Regions from separate parts of the Sus scrofa genome. Here region 1 is linked to region 2. The links are chromatin contacts, called in public Hi-C maps. All regions are on one chromosome and are shown on one strand. Each heading gives the region's core, a stretch centred on a gene start, on an enhancer-like site or on the middle of the called end of the contact. The rest is flanking DNA. Distances are from core to core; before and after follow the strand shown. Region 1 overlaps RABEP1 (rab GTPase-binding effector protein 1). Region 2 overlaps RABEP1 (rab GTPase-binding effector protein 1).

The links. A called contact is a pair of places that touch in the nucleus more often than the background predicts.
Region 1: a Hi-C map of liver shows a contact between it and region 2, with 4 times the contacts expected there. The contact joins two enhancer-like sites. A contact is called at or near these places in 1 of 5 promoter capture datasets (liver), 4 of 47 Hi-C or Micro-C datasets (embryonic fibroblasts, epiblast stem cells and liver) and 1 of 2 datasets of contacts at active chromatin or transcription factors (alveolar macrophages).

What each region holds. Positions count from the first base shown.
Region 1 is chr12:51,737,187-51,741,903 of Sscrofa11.1, reverse strand. All of the region lies in intron 2 of RABEP1 (rab GTPase-binding effector protein 1), which reads left to right. Among named protein-coding and RNA genes, the nearest start is that of SCIMP, 33 kb to the left of the region's middle. Within about 2 kb of position 1,928, at least 2 of the 83 cell types and tissues checked have an H3K27ac peak or open chromatin away from gene starts, as enhancers often do. A contact at or near this core is called in liver, where this site is marked.
Region 2 is chr12:51,671,135-51,676,406 of Sscrofa11.1, reverse strand. The region is part of intron 3 of RABEP1 (rab GTPase-binding effector protein 1); the gene reads left to right. Among named protein-coding and RNA genes, the nearest start is that of SCIMP, 99 kb to the left of the region's middle. Within about 2 kb of position 1,901, at least 19 of the 83 cell types and tissues checked have an H3K27ac peak or open chromatin away from gene starts, as enhancers often do. A contact at or near this core is called in liver, where this site is marked.

The DNA.
Region 1 (4,717 bases), core at 679-3,178, 65 kb before region 2:
AATATACTGAAAAGGGTTTGGATGTGCTGCCGCAAAAATCTGAGTGTAAACTTGGCAGTCACTAATTTGCTGTGTGTCTACAGACTCAGACTCTCAGAGGCTCCCATTCCTCATTTGCAAAATGAGAATTAACAAAAAAACTGATGTAAGAGGTCTGAGAAGCAAAAGTGGGATTACCACAGGCAAAAGGAAAAATAAACAGCAAAGATAAGGAGTTCCCTGGTGGCTCAATGGGTTAAGGCTCCAGCATTGCCACTGCCGTGGCTCAGGTTGTAGCTATGGTTCAGGTTTGATCCCTGGCCCCTGAAGTTAAGTAAAATGAGAGATTAGACTGAGGTATATACATCAGATTCTCATCTGACTCCCTCCCAGAGTTTGCTATGCTGGAGAATTAATTTACACTAGTCACCTATTCGACTGAAAAAACAACCGAAATCATGTCACCTCTGCACTTAATAATGATCTGAGGGTTTTAACCAATCCAATGAGACCAAAAAAAAAAGATACAAAAGGTACAATTGCTAGAAACATAGACTCTATTGTAGGACTCAAATCTTGAATCTTAGTTAAAAATCAAAAGAAACTGTTGGTCACAAGGGTATTTGAGAGGAGGCTAGAAAGGAAATATATTTTTGCTAAAATTATATGAGAATGCAGGTGTTGTGCTGGTTATTGCTGTCTTAGCAAGAGAAGGAGGAAAAAACACTCTTAGGGACTAGCCAGGTGTCACCAAAGATGATTAAACTATACATGCCTGCTTCCTTGTCATCGTCATGTCAGTTTTTTTCAGTGTGTTTACTGGTATTCAGAAAGAAGGAACTAAAAATGTTCCATGAGATAATCATCTATTAGAGCACAAGAGATTTTTGTTTCGGTTTAATCTCATAGGAATGTAACCTTTAACCACAAGGCTTGGGGTAACCATAAAAGTTGTAAAATGTATTTATTATGACAGATTGTATTTGTCCATTTAGACCACAAAATCCCCTTGTTATAGGAAACCGAATTAGTTCACTTAATTTGTAAATGAACTCAATGGTTTTGCGATAATTAGTGTACTATTTTATAAATGAAATAATTTGCATTGCAGCGACATTGCTTGGGTCGAAGAGTTGCTGGGAGAGGAATTCCAGCTGTGGTGCAGTGGATTAAGGATTCTGCGTAGTCTCTGTGGCAGTGTGAGTTTGATCCCCAGCCTGGCACTGTGGGTTAAGGATCTGGCATTGCCACAGCCGTGGCATAGGGTGCAGCTGCAGCTTGGATTCAAACCCTGGCCTGGGAACGTCCATATGCTGCAGGTGCAGCCATTTAAAAAAGAAAAGAAGAGTTGCTGTGAGAGCTGGAGAACCAGGTGTGAGGTAATGTGTTGAGAACCACAATCAAAATTAAGGCACAGCACGGAGTTCCTGCTGTGGTACAAGGGGGTCGGTGGCCTCTTGGGAGCACTAGATTGCAGGTTCGATCCCCAGCCCAGCACAGTGGGTTGGGGATCCAGCGTTGCTGCAGCTGTGGCTTGTGCGATGACTGGGGCTCGGATCTGATCCTGACCCCAGAACTTCATATGCCTTGGGGAGGCTATAAATGAAAAAAAAAAATTATGGCATAGAACTAATCTGAAGAGGACACCTCTGCTGCCATCAGAGGGGTACGTGTGCAGTGACATTGCTGAGGGCCCTGGGAACTGGAGATCACCCCTGGTAGTGTTGCCACCCCTGATGCCAGAAGCTGAATGTTGCTGCCACCATCTCTACTGCTGTCAGTGATGAGGCAGTCCTTCCATTGGTCCTCTGGGTCCCACCCCCTTTCACCTTCTCAACACCTTTGCTCCTGCAATCTCCCCTTTTTCATGTTCTACTGGATCATTCCACTGGCATGGAAACCTATTCACATCCACTATCTTCATGCTATCTAAGCAAAACAGAAACCTGCTCCAAGCCCACGTCCCTGTCCAGCTCTTGCCCCACACCTCTGTCCTCTGGCCCTCATGTCACTCTTCCTCGAATCCAACTTTTTCCCAAACCACTTCGATCAGACGCTTGTCCTCACTGTTTATTTCATCAGGGTCACCAATGACCCACATCTTGCCAAAGTCTGTGTTTGTTTGCTGGGTTTTTCTGTTGGCATCTTATGGAACCCAGCAGCATATGAGACTGTTGAACACTGTCCTTTTTGAGACAATTGCTTCTTATTTGAGCTTCCAGGACTTCACCCTGCTTTTTCTTCTTCTTCTCCACCTGCTTTGTTTACCCAGGACACTCCTCCTTATCACCTCCTTTCCTTCACCTAATTTTCTTCCTCAGTGATTTCCTGTCTCTTTTCCTATTTTTTTTTAAAGCTCAAGAATATTATAGGAATTCAAAAATTCATAGCATCTGGAGTTTCCACTGCACTGGGTTTCCATCGTGGCGCAGCAGAAACGAATCTGACCAGGAACCGAGAGGTGGCGGGTTTGATCCCTGGCCTTGCTCAGTGGGTTAAGGATCCGGTGTTGCTGTGAGCTGTGGTGTAGGTTGCAGACATGGCTCGGATCTGGCGTTGCTGTAGGCCAGCAGCTACAGCTCCAATTGGACCCCTAGCCTGGGAACCTCCATATTCCACGGTTGCAGCCCTAAAAAAAAGCAAAAAAACCCACCCCAAAACACAGTATCCATCAAGATACAATTAATAATTTCCAATAAAAATTATCAGCATGCAAAGAAGCAAGATACTATAATCCATAAAAAAAGGAGAAAAATCATCAGCTAATCAAAACCAATCCAGATGAGACACAGAAGATAGACTTTGGTGTTTATATATTTTGGAGATTAATCCTCTGCCAGCCCCTTCATTGGCAAGCATTTTCTTCCATTCTGTGGGTTATCTTTTCGTTTTGTTTATGGTTTCCTTTGCTATGTAAAGACTTTTAAGTTGAATTAGGTCCCATTGGTTTATTTTTGCTTTTATTTTTATTACTCTAGGAGGTGGATCTGAGAAGATATTGCTGTGGCTTTTGTTAGAGACTGTTCAGCCTGGGTTTTCCGCTAAGGGTTTTAATAATATCGGGTCTTACATTTAGGTCTTAAATCCATTTTGAGTTTATTTTTTGTGTTTGGTGTTAGAGAATATTCTAATTCCTTTCTTTTGCATGTAGCTGTCCAATTTTCCCAGCACCATTTATTGAAGAGACAGTCTTTTTGCCATTGCATTTTTTTTTTTTATGGCCGCACCTGCGGCATATGGAAGTTCCCAGGTTGAATTGGAGCTGCAGCTACCAGCCTACCCCACAGCCACAGCTCCATTGCATATTTTTGCCTCCTTTGTCATAGATTAGTTGACCATGGGTGCATGGACCAAAAAAAAAAAGGAAAAAGAAAAGAAAAGAAAATGTTTTCCTTTTATGGGCGCACCTGAGGCATATGGAAGTTCCTGGGCTGGTTGAATCAGAACTACAGCTGCCAGCCTTCACCACAGCCACAGCAAGACTGGATCCCAGATGCATCCATGACTTACATGGCAGCTTGCAGCAACACTGGATCCTTAACCCACTGATCAAGGCCAGAGATCAAACTGCATCCTCGTGGAGATAACATCGGTTTCTTAATCTGCTGAGCCACAATGGGAACTCCCAATGTTTTTTGGTGAGAAACCTACACAGGTGATATTGTGGCTTTTTACACAATCTCATCAGGAGATTCCTCATGCTGATCACTTGGTTAGAGTGGAGATTGCTGGATCTCTTCCCTGAAAAGCTATATTTCCTGGAGTTCCGGTCGTGGCTCGGTGGTAATGAACCTAACTAGTATCCTCAAGGATGTGGGTTCAATCCCCGGCGTCACTCAGTGGGTTAAGGATCCAGCATTGCCGTGAGCTGTGGTGTAGGTCGAAGATGTGGCTCGGATCTAGCGTTGCAGTGGCTGTGACATAGGCTGGCAGCCGCAGCTCCTATTCAACCCCTAGATTGAGAACTCCCATATGCTGTAGGTGTAGCCCTAAAAGGACAAAAAACAAAAACAAAACAACAACAACAAAAAAAGAACTACACTTCCTGCTTCGTAATTAATAAGTAATCTCTGGGGTGATGCTTGGAGATCTTGTGAATATTCTATTGCCTATAAATATTTTGCACAACAGTTTAGCATCCATTGATAATACTTGCTAGAACCAACTATTACACTAGGAGTTGCAGAATAGTTGCTTTCTTTTATCCTTTCTATGATTATTAGCTGGGGTTCCTCTATAAAGAAGGGATTTTCATTTTTCTTTTTTTTTTAATTTTACTATCACTATGGGATAATGGAAAAAAAATTTTTTTTGGTCTTTTTAGGGCTGCACCTGCGGTATATGGGATTTCCCAGGCTAGGGGTCGAATCAGAGCTACAGCTGCCAGCCTACACCACAGCCACAGCAATGCCAGATCCTCAACCCACTGAGCGAGGCCAGGGATCGAACCTGCGTCCTCACACATCCTAGTCGTGTTCTTTTTTTTTTTTTTTGTCTTTTTGCCTGTGCTACGGCTGTTCCTGCGGCATATGGAGGTTCCCAGGCTAGGGGTCCAATTGGAGCTGTAGCCGCCGGCCTACGCCAGAGCCACAGCAATGCCAGATCCGAGCCTTGTCTGTGACCTATACCACAGCTCACAGCAACACCAGATCCTTAACCCACTGAGCAAGGCCAGGGATCGAACCCGCAACCTCATGGTTCCTAGTCGGATCCGTTAACCACTGGGCCACAACGGGAA
Region 2 (5,272 bases), core at 652-3,151:
AGAGTAAAATAACAGTACAATATTCACTTGATAAGATTAAGTAAATATAGTTGAATATGAACGTACAGAATTGTGTGATAAAATATATTTTTTGCTGTGAACTGTAGTAAAAGCAGTTTGAAAGCCACTGTTTTATAGGATGGAAGATTCCTAGGCCTCATAGAACTCAGCTTTTGGCTTGGAAGGGTTTACTGACTGTAGCATGTGTGGGATGGGATTCTGTTTTCTCCTGGGTTGCCGGAGGGCTGTTCCCTGTTAATTTTGTTCCTTCATAGGCTGACTAGGAGATGGGAAGGCTGGTGTTCTCTCTAGGCATGGTGGCACTCTGTAAGACAATGTGGAGGTTGGGGTGAAAGAGCTAAATTTTTTATCTTCAAGAAAGCATAGTCTGCTGGAGTAGATAATTATACATTTTGCACAGTTATTCGAATGTATGATGAAAGTATCATGAGAAATAAGTTCTGTCCAGTTCTTAATATGTTCCTGTGAATGTGTTAACATCTCCCATTTAAAATTTCACCTTGAATTGAGGAGATACTACTTTAAACTCTGTACAGTGTATATTCTTGTCACAATGGGTGTAATACCTTTTTTTTTTTAAAGTTATGGAGTGCTTCATGAATTTGCGTGTCATCCTTGCACAGGGGCCGTGCTAAAATTCTCTGTATTATTCCATTTTTTGTGGTTGTTAGTATATGTGCTGCTATACTACAGAAAGCACGATTGTAATACCTTTTATGTGTGTGTGTGTGTGTGTGAGAGAGAGAGATCAGGGCAGTATTTCCTCTGATGACCAGCTCACTGCGATACTGGCTGGTGGCATCCTCTTTTCACTTCTCACACTCGTAATTCTGTCACCTGATCATCTTCTCGATAGTCTTTTCGTCTTTGCTTATATGATAAATTCAGGTTTATCTTATCCAAAATTTATTTGTTCATTTGCTTTCTGATTTCTCTATCCCCAAATAAAGCCATTAGGGTTTTCTTTGTCCATATCTTTGTTTTTTAAATTATAAAACCGACTTTTCTGTAAAATCCTGAAAAAATGAAAATGACTAAGAACCTCTCATTCTGAAATATCTTATTCATTGCAGCTTGTAATGTGGATTTGTTCAGAAACATACTTGTTATGTTGAAGTTGCCTTGAATACATCTAGACTCAGTAAATAATCTGTATGTGTACTAGGAAAGACACAGATCTGAAGTTCTCAGGGAAGCTAAGCTGGCCATTGAGAACAGATGAGGCAACTTTTTACATAATTTCAAGAGGAATAATGTGATCCTTTTGGAGAGCTTTTGGTGTCATTTCTAAAGAAATTGCGCAGTGTGTAAAAGGTAAATGTTGATTTAATTTCTGGCTTGGCTTTTTGCCTATATCATAATAAGAAACAGATTCAAAGAAACAGCTTATATTACTACGTGAAGGATAAATATAGCCTTCTGTGAGTGTCACAGGTGATAACAGTAGAAAGTCATAATTTTGATGTGTTCAGCAGTCTTTGTTTTATCTTTCAGCAAAGCAGGTCAAAGTAACCCCAGAAGTCTAAACATCGGTATTTTTCCCAGAAGGACTAGCTTTTGCTTGGGTGTTGTGATAGCTGTGTTTTCATGTATTTGGAGAATAGCTGGACTGTAAGCGCAGACAGTAATGAGTGCTAACAAAAGAGATCATTACCTGTTGACTCCTCCTGCTGTCTGTGTCTGTCATGCTTTTCCTAGCTAACTTCAACGGGGAATGTTATACATATTTTTAAAAGTTTTGTTGCTTTTCTGTTGAACTTGAAAAAGAGATTAAACTTTTAACAAAAGTATTTGATTTAGCTTTCTCCTTTAACCAACTTCAGTACAACTTGGCACTGAGTCAGTGTTAGTGTTTTGGAAATCCTCAGTCTTGGGCAATGAGTAAGAGCCTGTTCCACAAGGCAGCAAACAAAAGGCCACAGAGTTTTCGGTTTGAAGCATAGTAGAAATTGAGCTCATGTTAATCATCAGAAGACAGAGACCCTTTTTAGTGGTGCTCAAAAGGATTTTGTACATGGTCATAACTTAGGTAAGGCTCTGATGCTCACTAACCAGGGCCTCAATAGTTAAAAGCTGGATTTAAGAAGGTATTTGTGGGAGTTCCTGTTGTGGCTCAGCAGTTAATGAACCCCACTAGCATCCATGAGGACACTGGTTCGATCCCTGACCTCGATCATTGGGTTAAGGATCTGGCGTTGCTGTGAGCTGTGGTGTAGGTCTCAGACGAGGCTTGGATTCTGCATTGCTGTGGCTGTGATGTAGGCTGGTGGCTACAACTCCGATTAAATCCCTAGTCTGGGAACTTCCATACGCTGTGGGTGAGGCCTTAAAAAGATGCACACACACACACACACACACACACACACACACAAAAAGACAAAAAAAGGGAGTAATTTGTGGTTCAGATGCCATAAGTTTGTGCTTAGATGTGGAAATAAAACTAGAATATATTTAAAAAATTAAACACATTAGAAATCTTGGAAACACAGTAAATAAAGAGAAATAATGTAAATAGATAGTCGAAACTATAGACAAAGAGATTTTAGTAAATTAAAAACCATATTGAGAAGTTCTCCTTCCCAGTGAGACAAAGAGAGAAATATCAATAAGCAGGTGACATGGAAGATGAATTGTCTCCAGCAAACATCTAAAAAGGATTCCAGGAGAAGGAATGGAGGCATTAGTAGAGAATATCTGAGGAGGTAATAAAAGACTTTTCAGGTATTAAGAAACAGAAATGAGGAGTTCCCATCGTGGCTCGGTGGTTAGTGAATCCGACTAGGAACCATGAGGTTGCAGGTTCAATCCCTTGCCTTGCTCAGTGGGTTAAGGATCCAGCATTGCCGTGAGCTGTGGTGTAGGTCGCAGATGAGGCTTGGATCCCGAGTTGCTGTGGCTCTGGCATAGGCCTGCGGCTATAGCTCCGTTTGGACCCCTAGCCTGGGAACCTCCATATGCCGCTGTAGCTGCCCTGGGAAAAAGAAAAACACAAAAAAACAAAGAAACAGAAATGAGTCCTCAACGTAAACACGGAGTACCAAGTAGGATAAATAATAGTAACTTCATAACCTATATTGGAAGGTAATATAAAAAGAATACATACATCTACATATATGTATAACTGAATCACCTTTCTGTACACCTGACACAACATTGTAAATCAACTACATTTCAATTAAAAAATTTTTAAAAAGTAAATTCATACTCTGATGTGTCTTAAACTGTGGAATATTAAGAATGAAAAGAAAATATTGAAAGCTGCCGGAGGGAAGCAGCAGTTATGCTGATAGGAGATACCACATAAGCAGAAGAGATGCCAGGAGACATCTCTTCAAAGTGCAGAGAAAAAGCAGTTGTCAACCTAAAATTTTATGTGTAGCTGAATTATTAATGAGTGAGAACAAAATAGATATTTCAGGCATTCAAAAACTGAGAGCATTTATCACTCAACATAAATCACCAGAAGAACTAGTAAAGATAACATTCACAAGAAGAAAAGTAAACATAGAGGAATTATGTAGGGTGTAAGAAACACCACCAACCATGAAAACCAGGAAATCTTTTAAAAAGCACACCTTGGAGTTCCCATTGTGGCTCAGTGGGTTATAAACCTGACCAGTATCCATGAGGATACGAATTCATTCCCTGGCCTCACTCAGTGGCTTAAAGATCTAGTGTTGTAAGCTGTGGTGTAGGTCACAAATGCCGCTCAGATCCTGTGTGGCTGTGGCTGTGTTGTAGTCTGGCAGCTGCAGCTCCAGTGGGAGCTGAGAGCTTCCACTTGCTGCGGGTGTGGCTCTAAAAAGACCAAAAAAAAAAAAAATTGCATGTATCTCAAAGGAAGACTCAACATATTTAAAAAGTCAAGCTGATTACCTAATGCATTTTGAAAGATTTTAAACAATGTAAGTATTTTTTAGAAGTTTGGAAACTAAGAATACATTCCTATTACTCATGAGTTAAAGCGGAAATCATAAAGGAGATTGCAGAATGCTTAGAATACAATGAAGATACTTGTAGGATGCAGCTAAAACAATACTTTGAAAGTAAGCTGATGACTTTAAAAGCATTTATTAACATATTAAAAGACATAAGAAATTGAAACTAAATGACTTGTGTTCATCTCCAGAAGCTAGAAAAAGAGTCACCAAAAGGAAATAGGAGAAATAAAATAACAGTAGAAATTAATGAAATAGGAGTTCCTATTGTGGCGTGGCAGAAACAATCCGCCTTGTATCCATGAGGATATGGGTTCCATCCCGGGCCTCACTCAGTGGGTGGGGGACCCAGTGTTGCCTTGAGCCGTGGTGTAGGTCACAGATGTGGCTGGGATCTCACGTTGCTGTGGCTGTGGTGTAGGCCGGCAGCTAAGCTCTGATTGGATCTCTAGCCTGGGAACTTCCATATGCCATGAGTATGGGCCTAAAAAGCAAAAAAAAAAAAAAAAAAAAAAGGGGGGGGTGGGGGATGAAATAGAAATCATAAACTCTAACTTGAAAAGATACATGTGGGAGTTCCCATTGTGGTGCATTGGAAACAAATCTGACCACTAACCATAAGGTTGCGGGTTCGATCCCTGGCTTTGACCAGTGGGTTAAGGATCCGGCACTGTCATGAGCCCTGGTGTAGGTCACAGATGTGGCTTGGATCCTGAGCTGGTGTGGCTGTGGTGCAGGCCGGCAGCTATAGCTCTGATTCGACCCTTATCCCAGGAATTTCCATATGCCTCTGATGCGGCCCTAAAAAAAAAAAAAGAAGAAAGAAATATGTGTTTATAGCAGCAGTAGTTAAAAAATTTAAAATTTTGGAGTTCCCGTCGTGGCTCGGTGGTTAAAGAATCCGACTAGAACATGAGGTTGCAGGTTCGATCCCTGGCCTTGCTCAGTGGGTTAAGGATCCAGCGTTGCTGTGAGCCGTGGTGTAGGTTACAGGCGCGGCTCAGATCCTGAGTTGCTGTAGCTCTAGTGTAGGCCGGTGGCTACGGCTCCGATTAGACCCCTGGGAATCTCCATATGCCTTGGGAGCGGCCCAAGAGAAGGCAAAAAAACAAAACAAAAAATTTAAATTTTTAAAAATTGAGATATAGTTGATTTATAGTGTTTCTGGTGTACAGCAGAGTGATCAGTTATACATATGTGTTTTTTCAAATTCTTTTCCATTATGGTTTATTACAGGATTTAAAATAAATTAAAACTTAAAAAGTTTTTTTAGGGCTGCACCTGTGTCATATGGAAGTTCCCAGGCTAGGAGT